2 separate regions of the Sus scrofa genome follow, and region 1 is linked to region 2. The links are chromatin contacts, called in public Hi-C maps. All regions are on one chromosome and are shown on one strand. The core of a region is the stretch at or near the end of the contact, and the rest is flanking DNA. Distances in the headings are between cores, read along the strand shown.

Region 1 (5,824 bases), core at 2,569-5,068, 120 kb after region 2:
GAGGAAGCCCCCGCCCTGGAAACACATCCTAGCCAGCCCCGCAGCCTCGGGAGGGGCGATGCCTCTGCCCTCAGCCTTGGTGCTGACGTCTCGAGGATGGGGTTTTAGAGCCTCCCTTTCTCAGCGCAGGGAGGATGGAGGTGTGTCTGGAGCTAAGCCTGACCTTTCGCGTACCTGCTGGCTTTGGGCCTGGGCGGAGATCTCGCGGCTCTCACACACCCTGCTGGAGACACCGGTCACACAGCCCTGTGCTGCTGCTTTGCTGTGTGACTCTCGGCCAGCCCTTTAGCCTCTCCCAGCCGATGGCCCCTCCGGAAAACAGGGAAGAACCGTCCGTTCTCACGCTGGAAATCCTGTGATAAACAAGGAAAAGGCAGGAGCCCCAGGTAGAAAAACAGCAAAGGTTATGAAAAGCCTTCTTCAGAAGAGCGAGTACAAAGCTCATAAGTCTAAGCGCCGTTTAAAGTCAGTTTAAAAATCAAGAGGGAGGTCCCGTCGTGGCGCAGTGGTTAACAAATCCGACCAGGAGCCATGAGGTTGTAGGTTCAATCCCTGCCTTAGTGGGTTAAGGATCCGGCGTTGCTGTGAGCCGTGGTGTAGGTCGCACACGCGGCTCAGATCCTATGTTGCTGTGGCTGTGGTGTAGGCCAGTGGCTACAGCTCCTATTAGACCCCTAGCCTGAGAACCTCCATATGCCGCGGGAATCGGCCCTAGAAAAGGCAAAAGGACAAAAAGTAAATAAATAAATAAAATAAAAATAAAAAATCAAGAGGAATTCCCGTCATGGCACAGCAGAAACGCATCCGACTAGGAACCATGAGGTTGCAGGTTCGATCTCTGGCCTCACTCAGTGGGTTAAGGATCTGGTGTTGCTGTGGCTGTGGTGTAGGCCGGCAGCTATAGCTCTGATTTGACCCCTAGCCTGGGAACCTCCATATGCCACGGGTGCGGCCCTAAGAAGACAAAAGACAAAAATAAATAAAATAATCAAGAAATGCAGGAGTTCCCATTGTGCAGTGGAAACATGTCTGACTAGGAACCATGAGGACACAGGTTCGATCCCTGGCCTCGCTCAGTGGGTTAAGGATCTGGCGTTGCCGTGAGCTGTGGCGCAGGTCGCAGACGAGGCTCAGGTCGCACGTGGCTGTGGTTCTGGCGTAGGCTGGCAGCTATGGCTCCGATTTGACCCCTAGCCTGGGACCCTCCATATGCCATAGGTGTGGCCCTCAAAAGCAAACAAGAAAAAAAAAGATCAAGAAATGCAAATTAGGACAGCACAAGACTGAACATCCTGTGCTTTGAACTGGGAAGAGGGAGGAAACTGGACCATGCAGAGCAGGGCAGTGTAGCAGCCGGAGCCTCGCACGCAGCGCAGCAGTATCCCCTGACCCGCCAACCCAGCAGCTCTGCTCCCAAGATCACGGAGTACCTGCACACAGCTGGAGTTGAGGCAAGTGGCGCCCACCCCCCCACTGCCAAGTGACAAACCAGATCACTCCCCGGCTTAAACACCTAGCAGCCGTCTTGCTTAAACACCTAGCAGCCGTCTACTGCGCTCATGAGACTTCCGCTTCTGCAGGGTTCAGTGGGGCCCTCATGCCTCTGGCCCAGCCCAGCATCCGCTAGCTTAGCTGCCCGGGTGGGGCGACCCGATGTCGAGGGGTTGGGGTCGCCTGGACAATCAGCAAGGACCTTGGGGCTGGCAGAACACGGCGGAGGCCCACACCAGCTTCCTGTAACCAGCTGCTGCAGCAAGAAAAGACCACTCACTGCGGAGCTTAGAAACGTGCTCTCAGGTTCTGAGGTCTGAAATCAAGGTGTCAGCACGGCTGTGCCAGGCAGCCCCGGGCCAAGGACGGGGCCCTTCCCTGCCTCTTCCAGCTTCCCAGTCCCTGCAGTCTCTGGCTTCTTCGCCGTCCGGGGGCTACGTTCCAAGAGTGGACATCTCAGGACAATGCACTTTTATGACTTGACCTGGGAAGCCACACAATGTCACTTTCCTTGTGGGTGGAGGACAGTGCAAAGACCTGCCCCAGGGCAAGGGTCACCCTGAGGCAGAGCCGTGCTCCCTGGAGGAGCACACGGGTTAGGTGCAAACGCCTGGAGCCACACGCGGCAAGACACGACAGTGAGTGCAAAGCCAAGAAGGAGAGCGGAGTACAGAGCAGAGCACCGCGCGGACCTGGAGGCGGACACACAGCCCTTCACACTGAGGAGAACAGCGGGGCGAGGTCCACATGGCACGAGCGCCTCTGCTGGCGGAGGGCGCTACGGCCGCGGCCAAAGGCACTTCCGCTCATTGCAGAGGCCCTGCATCTGCCCGAGACCAGGCCGAGGAGCGTGGCCAGCTCAGCTGTTGTCCACACAAGCGCTGATGGCTGCAGCTGGAGGTGCGGGAAGATAAGCTGTCCCCTCAGCGTTGATGTGGCCCCAGGGTGGGCCGTGGGTTGAGGAAACAGCAAGTGAAAGACTTCCACCTTGAGCGGCCTCAGCACAAGACGCAGAGACTCCCGGCTTAGTTGCACACCTTTTCTACAAGTCCGGCCTTTGAGGTCGCTGCAGGCCAGCGGGCGATGCGCTACCAGGTGAAAACTGTTAAGAGACATCTTCCTGCAGTCGGAGTCCATCTCTACAAAGTGGCCTGGAGAGGTAAGGACCCAGGCAGGGACGCCGAAAACAAGACCCTCCTTGCCCTGAGCAGGGACCTCCCCGATGGCTAAATCCTCCTCCACCCAAGAGGCCTTAACGCTGAGCTGAGCAGAAGAAACGAAAGCACGGACATTAAAACGTCCCTTGGAAGCTGTGGCCCAGATTAGGCCTGGGAGATCCACAGCCCTGGTCAGCTTGGGCGACCGTGGGTGGGGTGCCTGGCAGTGACTCTGACCTAGGGAGGAAGGCGCCTTCACACCGCCTCAAAGACCCCCCTCCCCCCGTCCCCCGCCAAGATGCTCTCGGGGACCGGGGCTGTGCCGGCCGTAGGAAACCAGAAGCCACAGAAAGACTCCCAGGCCGCCCACCCACCCTGAGGTTACGGAGTCAAACGCAACCAAGACGCAGGTCACGCCCACCTGCAGCGCCGGCCCCGCCCCAGCACAGGTTCCGCCCCTTGCTTATCTGGCCAGTCCTCGTTAGGCGAAGCGGAAGGCCCCGCCCCATCTGGTAGCCCCGCCCCTCGCCCCGCCCCCTGCCTCCCGCCCGGCGGGAGCTTGAGACGCCCCTACACTCGCGAGCACCTGCTTCCTCCGCGGCTTGGCGCGCCTAGGGGCCCAGCTCCTGAGGTCTGCGTCCGCGGAAGAAGAGCGCCCCGGTGGGAGCGCCCGGTGGGAGCGCCCGGTGGGGACACGGGCGACGCGGGGCTGCCGCAGGTACAGGTGCACCCAGCCGGTGATCCCGGGCCCGCACCAGGCCCCTCCCCGTCCGCTTTGGCCGAAGGGGCGGTAGCCGAAGAGACCCCGCCCAAAACGTCACGGCCCAGGCCGATGGGCAGGGCCGTCCCCGGCGGAAGCGCGTTGCTGCTGGAGAGGCCCGAACTGAGCGGCCGGCACTGGGGGACCGCTGGGGACAGACAGGTAACACGATCGCCCGCGGGGCCCACAGCACGATCTGGTGGGTGAGAAGTGGTCTCTGCTAGGGAGGGGAGCCTCTCCTGGCACAGGTCTCCAGGGAAGGAGATGCTGCAGATACCAGGGACGCACAGCTGGCGGTGACACCGTCTCCAGGCTGGAGGGGGACCTGCAGATGCAGACGGGGGCTCTGGGGGCGCACAGCGGGAAGGGAGGGGCCTCTGGTTCTTGACAGCCTATTCCTACCCGCCAGGATGGGCAGCAGCTCGCTGTCCGAGGACTATCGCCTGTGTCTGGAGCGTGAACTGCGGCGCGGCCGCGCGGGCGTGTGCGGGGACCCGTCGCTGCGCGCCGTGCTCTGGCAGATCCTGGTGGAAGACTTCGACTTGCACGGGGCGCTGCAGGATGACGCGCTGGCTCTGCTCACCGATGGCCTGTGGGGCCGCGCCGACCTGGCCCCCGCCCTGCGCGGCCTTGCCCGCGCCTTCGAGCTGCTGGAGCTGGCCGCCGTGCACCTGTATCTGCTGCCCTGGAGAAAGGAGTTTACCACCATCAAGGTAGGGCGCCAGGCCTTGTGCGGGTCCCATGCCAAGGCTGCTGGGGGCTGGCCACTATCAGGAGGGCGGCTGCCGTCAGGGCTGAGGGACTTCAGGGTGTCCGCAGAGGACTCCGTGCGCTGAGGGTCCTGGGCTTGCTGGAGCGTTTCTTGGCTGAGTCACTCCTAGGGCTGAGAGCATGGTGTGTGGAGATCACTGCCAGGGTACTTGCCTTCTGGGGGCCTCCTGCTCCTTAAAGCTTGCATTGCTGTCCTCCCCAAGGTGACCTTGTGGCCCCGGTTGGCACAGAAACCCTAGGACAGGCACATGGGAGGGACTTGAGGGTCCAGGTCACCTCAACCCCTCTGCGACATGGACGGAGCCCATTTGTACAAAACATGGAAAGAGAACCTGTTCTCTGAGGCAGGCCGGGGCTGGGTGGAGGTGCCCCTGCACGCCCTAGGGGTGCCCACTAAACAAGAACCTAGTTCACCCCTGGCCCTGGTGGAGGCTGAGCCCAGGGCCAGCATGGCCCCTCTAGGCGAGCTGCACACTGGCAGGAGGCAGCAGGCTGCCCTGCGCCTCTGAGCTAACTGGGAAGAGGAGGAAGTTAATGATGTCACTGGGCCCGTGGGCGCCTGCCTCCGCCTGTTGCCATGGCAGCGGCAGCAGCCTCTCTCTGGAAGGTGAGCTCTGGAGCCCACTGCTCCACTGGGGGACCCATGCTGGTCTGAGGTTCAGTCAAGACCAGAGGGCAGGATCCAGCCCCCAAGGGGGCCAAGGGCAGAACCGGACAGACAGGCCTGCCTTGAGGTGCTCATGGGCTTCAGTGCTGGGCAGACCTCGATGGGGTCTGGTTCTGCCTCCTCCCGCCTGTGTGGTGTGGGGCGAGTTACCTAATCGTGCCGAATCCACTTCTTCCTCTGCGGAACGGACACAAGAGTGTGGGGCGAGGGCACAGCCCTGAGCACACCTGCACGGCGTGCCCCATTGGAGGTCTGTCATAAGCTGCAAGCTGAGGAGCAGGGGTCCCAGAGTCAAGAGCTGCAGACGAACTGCCATCACCATCCTAGGAACCCTCCGAGTTCCCTTGCAGCCCAGAGCTGCGACAACTCCAGGTCCCCTCGGTGTGACGTCAACGGCTCGCCCTCTGTCCTGGTGCGGGAAGCGCTTAGAAATCAATGATCCCAGTTGAGAAGGTGTTTAGGAGGCTGCCTGGTCAGAGGAGCACACAGCACGGATGTTTCTGTGTGTTTGCCCAACCAGAACTCAGCAGGTACACAGGAAACTGATTAGAACGGCAAACCCCCACCGGTGAGGGGGTGGAGGGGACCCAGAAGGCAGGATCTATGCCCCAGGTGAAGTCTGGTAGATCTTTTCAGAATTGAGATTCGTGGGCTTGCCTTAGCCCACGGGATCAGAGCGCCTGGGGGTGGACCTGGGCACCTGCCCACAAAGTTCCTCTGGAGGGAGCGTCAGTGCAGCGCGGCCCGGGCCGGCCTGACCACCTGGGGCCTGAGGCTGCCCAGGTCTGCGGGAAGACGGGCTGCTGCTGACCTGCCCCCTTCCTTGCAGACCTTTTCCGGGGGCTACGTGCACGTGCTGAGGGGCGCGCTCTCGGAGGACCTCCTCATCCAGAGCTTCCGGAAGATGGGCTACGTGCGCAGGGACGCCCACCGCCTCATGGTGGCCGCCCCGCCCCCCGCCCGCCAGCTGGTGCAAGT
Region 2 (5,325 bases), core at 2,497-4,996:
TAATCCTTTGGAAGAAAATGATCTTCCTCAATAAAACGTCTCAACGCTACTGGATAAATCCTGCTGGTTTAAAAAAGTTGTTGTGGGTTTTACCGCATCGTCACAGTGGAACTTGACCCGCCAGGGATTAATGAATTCTATTTTACACCTTTTTTGGTCTTGGCTGCCACTGTGGCATGTGGACGTCCCTGGGCCAGGGATCGAACCTGAACTGCTGAAGCAACAATGCTGGATCCTCCACCTGCGGAGCCACCAAAAAACTCCTCCTTTCCACCATTTTTAAGGCCTGTCCAGTAGCAACACACACGTGGCACAACTCAAACGACCCCTCAGAACAGGCGCATCTACCACACGTGAGTTACGTCTCCGCAAAACGGACTCTGAATGAAACAGGCAAGGTGACCTCTGACCTGAGGCCAAGGAACCTCACCCAGGAGCAGTGAGGACAGTCCCGGCCCCAGAGGGACAGAGGGTGCCCCCTGCCCACTCCCCAGGAGAGCAGCACCAAGCTCCGGGGCTGCGTCTACCCAAGCTCCATTGTGCGCTTTCCTGGTTGCCAACGTCACCTCAAGTCTGTGTTTCTGGAACACCGGGCCCAGCAAGGGCCACGGCTGTGCCTGTTAGCTCTCCCACTCCCAAAAACAGGGGAGCCAGGGCCAGGCAGGTACCGTGCCCTCAGAGCCAAGAGGTGGAGCCGGGATTCAAGCCTGGGTCCCTCTGACTTCAGAGCCTGGGTGCTACACTCATAGTCCAGCCATGGAGGAGACACAGCCTCAAGCCGTGATCTCTGCGCACCTACTGGGTGCTGACACGGCTCTAGGTGGTGGGGACACACTAGGGAACGATGCCGTCTCTGTCCTCACGAAGCTCAGGCCCCAGAAGTGGGAGGCGAGCCGCCCGAGCTCCGGGAGCACGCAGGTCATCTGACGGTGCGCGCCAGGGCACACGAGGGAGAAGAAGGACCAGACGAACTGGGAGGGGGCGTGTGACTCATTTCAAATCAGCAGGAAGGGTGCCTGAGACCCGAGGACAGGAGCGACCACGAACAGAGCTGGTCCAGGGAGAGGGGACAGCATGGGGGTGCCCAGCGTGGCTGGAGCAGAGCAAACAAGACTGGAGAGCGATGAGTGGGCCAACCTGGCCCCCACACCGCCGGGGGTCCTGAGGGAGGAGGGCTGAGAGCAGACGTGCGCGTCGCAGGGTCCCCGCGGCCGCTGCGTCCGGACAGTTGCAGAGGAACGAGAGGATGAGCAGGACTGGTGAGCACGACCCCGCCAGCGGCAACGGTCACACTGCAGGTACCGCAGCCTGAAGCCACCCAGGACCTGACAAGGGTGTGCAGGTGGGGTGTGAGGGAGGGAGAAAGAGTGGGGTGCCCTCTGGGCTGCTGGCTGTGGCGACAGAAAGAGTGGAGACGCCTGCACAGACGGGGAAGGAGGAGGAGGTGGAGAGGGCGGTGCGAGTTTAGACGCACCGAGGAGATGGGTGTGAGTCGGCGATGGGGAAGGAGGCCTGTGCTGGAGACACGGAGGCCGCAGCCGAAGGCAGGAGCGACGCGCTGAGCTGACTGGTCTCCGGCAGCCCCACGACCACCCCTCCTCTTCCTCACACCCAAGCACCTGGCTGTTCTTCTGACTCATTTATCTCAGACTTCTGTGCCCCTGTCCGTTCACCATCCTTGCTTCTTGAGCAGGAACATGAACTTTGCTTCGGAGACAAGGAGCGTGGTGTGGGTAAGAGCACCACTTCCCATCGAGCAGCAGGTGTCACTGCAGGTGGCACTTGCTGTCGCGCTTGTACAATGGGGACAATGACCTGCCCGACTGACGAACAAGACAGAGCAGCAGAGCCTGCGCGCGTAAATGTCCTCCAGTGACGGCTATTTGACACAAAACCTGGAGGATCTGGAATAAGGGGAAAACAGCCCTGACAGGAGGTCCAGGACACAGCCGACTGGAGCACGAGCCCATCACACCCTGTGCACAGAGGGATGGAAGGAAGAAGGGAGCTGGCGGTGCTTTCAGAGGTCAGAACAGCAACAGAAGGAGTTCCTGTCATGGCGCAGTGGTTAATGAATCCGACTAGGAACCATGAGGTTGCGGGTTCAATCCCTGGCCTTGCTCAGTAGGTTAAGGATCCGGTGTTGCCGTGAGCTGTGGTGTAGGTCGCAGACGCGGCTCAGATCCTGCGTGGCTGTGGTATAGGCCGGCGGCTACAGCTCCGACTGGACCCCTAACCTGGGAACCTCCATATGCTGTGGGAGCAGCCCCGGAACGGGCAAAAAAATAAATAAAATAAATAAATAAATTAATTAATTAAAAAAAAAAAAAACCAAAGTCGACAGAAAACTTAAGGATGCAGGATGGGATGGAAGCGCTGGGAAAACAACTGTGGAGGCTGAGGGGCACCTCTGAGGGTTACCCGTACGTCTCTGTGTATATCTGAAACTTCCCATGATACAAAAGTTAAAAAGAAAGAGGTGACAAGAAACGGGCAAGCAAGAAGGCTCCGAGGAGGCGAACGAAGAGTCAGGAGGACCCGAAGAACAACGGAGTCCCCCCTTCACCAGAACGACAAGGTCAGGCTCTTACCCAAGAGGAACAGGAGCAGCAATTTCTACACCCAACGCCCAGACTGGCAGCCCGCGCGCCCCACTGTCTCAGGAGGGGCCCGTAACTTGGCAACTTTCGGTAAAGTTGGGAGCAGTAGCCAGACCAAGAAGGAGCTGACAAGCATGGCTGGTTGCTCTATGGTCTTCAAAACTACTGCTACGCCTTCAAACACGCAGCAACAGCTGTGGAGTCCCTACGTGGGTGGGCACGAGGTGCTGGGGACATAAGGCCAGCGGAACAGGCATCCCTGCTGCACAGGGCGGTCAGGGCAGCAGGCGCTCCGCACAGACGTGCAAAAGTAGAGAATGAGGCCGGCGACAAGGAGACCCCGGTTGTTGTTACTTAATTCCCATCTACTGTGTCGTTTCTCTGGGCCAGACACCTGCCGGGGGGGACGCAGAGATGACCCAGAGCCAGACAATGAGCCCTGGGGTGTGTGGAAAAGATGAGAACGTTCGTGAAGGCCCTGCGATGACTCGGCTTCGGAGGCACTTAACCCTGAAATCCAGGTTGGAGCCCCGAGACCCCGCCCACCGCGCTGCGGTCCCGCCCCCAGAGCCGGCCACACCCACTCCGCCGCAGCGGGGACCCACTAACCCCGCCCATGGACGCTATGGCCCCGCCCCTCACCGCAGCCCAAACCCAACGTAGCACCGCCCCGTGGGCTCAGGCCACCGCCCACCCCCTTGGCCCCGCCCTCCCCACTGCAGCTCCGACCCCGCCGCCCCGCCCCGTGACGTCACGGACCCGCCACCTCGCAGGCCGCCCCCACCCGCTGCCCCCAGCCCCGGTAGCCCTGCTGCTCACCAGCTCGAACCGGTTGTTGACGCGGACGCCCTCCTTCCCTGTGCCCCGGGCACGCCGGCCACCTGGCCCCTGCTGTGGGCATTCTTCTTCTGCATCATCGTCATCATGGAGGACAAACTGCAGGGCGCCGGGCCCAAGGGGCTCCTGGCCGCGCTGTTCCCCCCTCAGCCTCCGGAGGGCCCGGCGCGACATAGGACCCAACAGCCGCTGACGTCTGGAGACCGGCAGAAGGAAGAGCAGAAAAGAGAGCGGCCGGCGCGCCTGCGCACTTACAGCGCGGTGGCGCGAGGCTGGCGCGTCGCGTCTGCGCGGTGCCGCTCTCCCGAAGTCCCGCCCAGTCGTCGGTATCATCAAAGAAGGTGCGTACGCTTCCGGACGAGTTCTCGCGAGAATGGGCGGGTCCGCCGGCCTCTGTTTCCTGTTCTGGAGGCGCGCCCGCGACGCACATCGGGACCGGGCGGGGCGAACCGGGGGCGCGCAGGCTCAGATCCTCAGGCCTCTGCTCTAGGCGGCGAGGTGGTGCTGTCGAGGTGGGGAGGCTCGGGCTGCAGCGGGAAGCCCGGGGGACCCAGTCCCGGTAGGTCGCCTCCACGGCCGGCGGCCAGACGATGCTGTGCTTGTGAGAAGTCGGCCCTCCGAAACGCAGGAGCTTCCCAAGCAGCGGATCGGGTCACCCCCTCCCCGGGAGACCCCGGGTCTGCCCTGGGAGTCTGCTTTTTGCTTGCGTCCCAGGTGATTCTCCTGTATACTGGGTGTGGGGATCCTTGGTCTGAGGTGGAGGCTTGCCACGCTTACGGTGTGTCCTAACGGTGATGATCAGGGGCCCAATCCCTAGAAATTCCGAGGTGGGGCCTGGCATTGATTTTCTCTTTATCTTCAGGAGAGTAGAATGCGCAGGCAGATTTGAGAAGCCCTGCACTGCAGAGGTGCAAGTGCCAGGCTAAGGTGGTTTGGCGTGGGTAATTGGCACTGAGCTGGGGTTGACTCAGTGTGGCGCCCAAGCCAGGCCCTAGACTGAGTTCTTACCTCCTCCTGGAAGGTAGATATCACTCCCCACCCTGCCCCTTTTACAGATAAAGACTTAAGAGAATAAGGAACTGGCTCAGGTAGAATCTGGATCTGCATTTGTGTCTGTGGCTCCGGAGTTCAGATGAGGAAGTCTGCCGACGGAGACCGAGAAGCAAGGCGGGTTGGGTTACCTGCAAGTACTAGGCCCTGGGATCGCACTGACTGGCACAGGCTGCTGCCTCAACCCCCTGCCCCACCCTCCAACCCAGCTACTGAGAGTTGGGCTCAGCTCAGACAGGACCTCCGGGGCACTGCCCTCCAGAGAATTCCGAGCATGCAGGGCCAGCCATGTCCACTAGATCTTGTGTCATCGCTGGCCCCCGGAGCGAACAGCTTATGCAGGCATGTTGCCTCGCCTGTGCTGGGAACGTGGGCCGGCCATCCCACGCAGAACTGCTCCTGCCTGGCTCCTGTGGGTCGGTGGCCATGAGGCTTCGAGCAGTACCTTACCCGAACAGGCAGCTCTGAACACTGTCTCTCCCTGTACTTTCCAAGGCCTGGTCCTCAGCAAGGGAAGTTTGGTTGTAAACACTTGCAGGGTAAGTGGCCTCTGTCTCTCATGATCTAAATTAGGGGAGGGCGCAGCACAACAATGGACGGAAAAAGCATGTATACATATATGTGTAACTTGGTCCCCATGCTGTATCGTGGAAAAATAAATAAATAAAATTTGTTATAAAAAAAATAAATAGGAGTTCCCGTCGTGGCGCAGTGGTTAGCGAATCCGACTAGGAACCATGAGGTTGCGGGTTCGGTCCCTGCCCTGGCTCAGTGGGTTAACGATCCGGCGTTGCCGTGAGCTGTGGTGTAGGTTGCAGACGCGGCTCGGATCCCGCGT

Evidence for each region. A called contact is a pair of places that touch in the nucleus more often than the background predicts.
Region 1: a contact with region 2 is called in a Hi-C map of liver, with 3 times the contacts expected there. The contact joins the promoter of SPATA2L here to the promoter of TCF25 in region 2. A contact is called at or near these places in 1 of 5 promoter capture datasets (liver), 4 of 47 Hi-C or Micro-C datasets (alveolar macrophages, heart right ventricle, liver and 1 more) and 1 of 2 datasets of contacts at active chromatin or transcription factors (alveolar macrophages).

Annotation. Positions count from the first base shown.
Region 1 is chr6:324,716-330,539 of Sscrofa11.1, forward strand. It overlaps SPATA2L (spermatogenesis associated 2 like), which reads left to right and starts at 3,819. Exons shown (of 3, transcript NM_001177918.1): 1 at 3,819-4,121; 2 at 5,676-5,824. The coding sequence starts at 3,819.
Region 2 is chr6:205,095-210,419 of Sscrofa11.1, forward strand. TCF25 (transcription factor 25) reads right to left here and starts at 3,747. Exons shown (of 18, transcript XM_021097023.1): 1 at 3,420-3,747. The coding sequence starts at 3,611.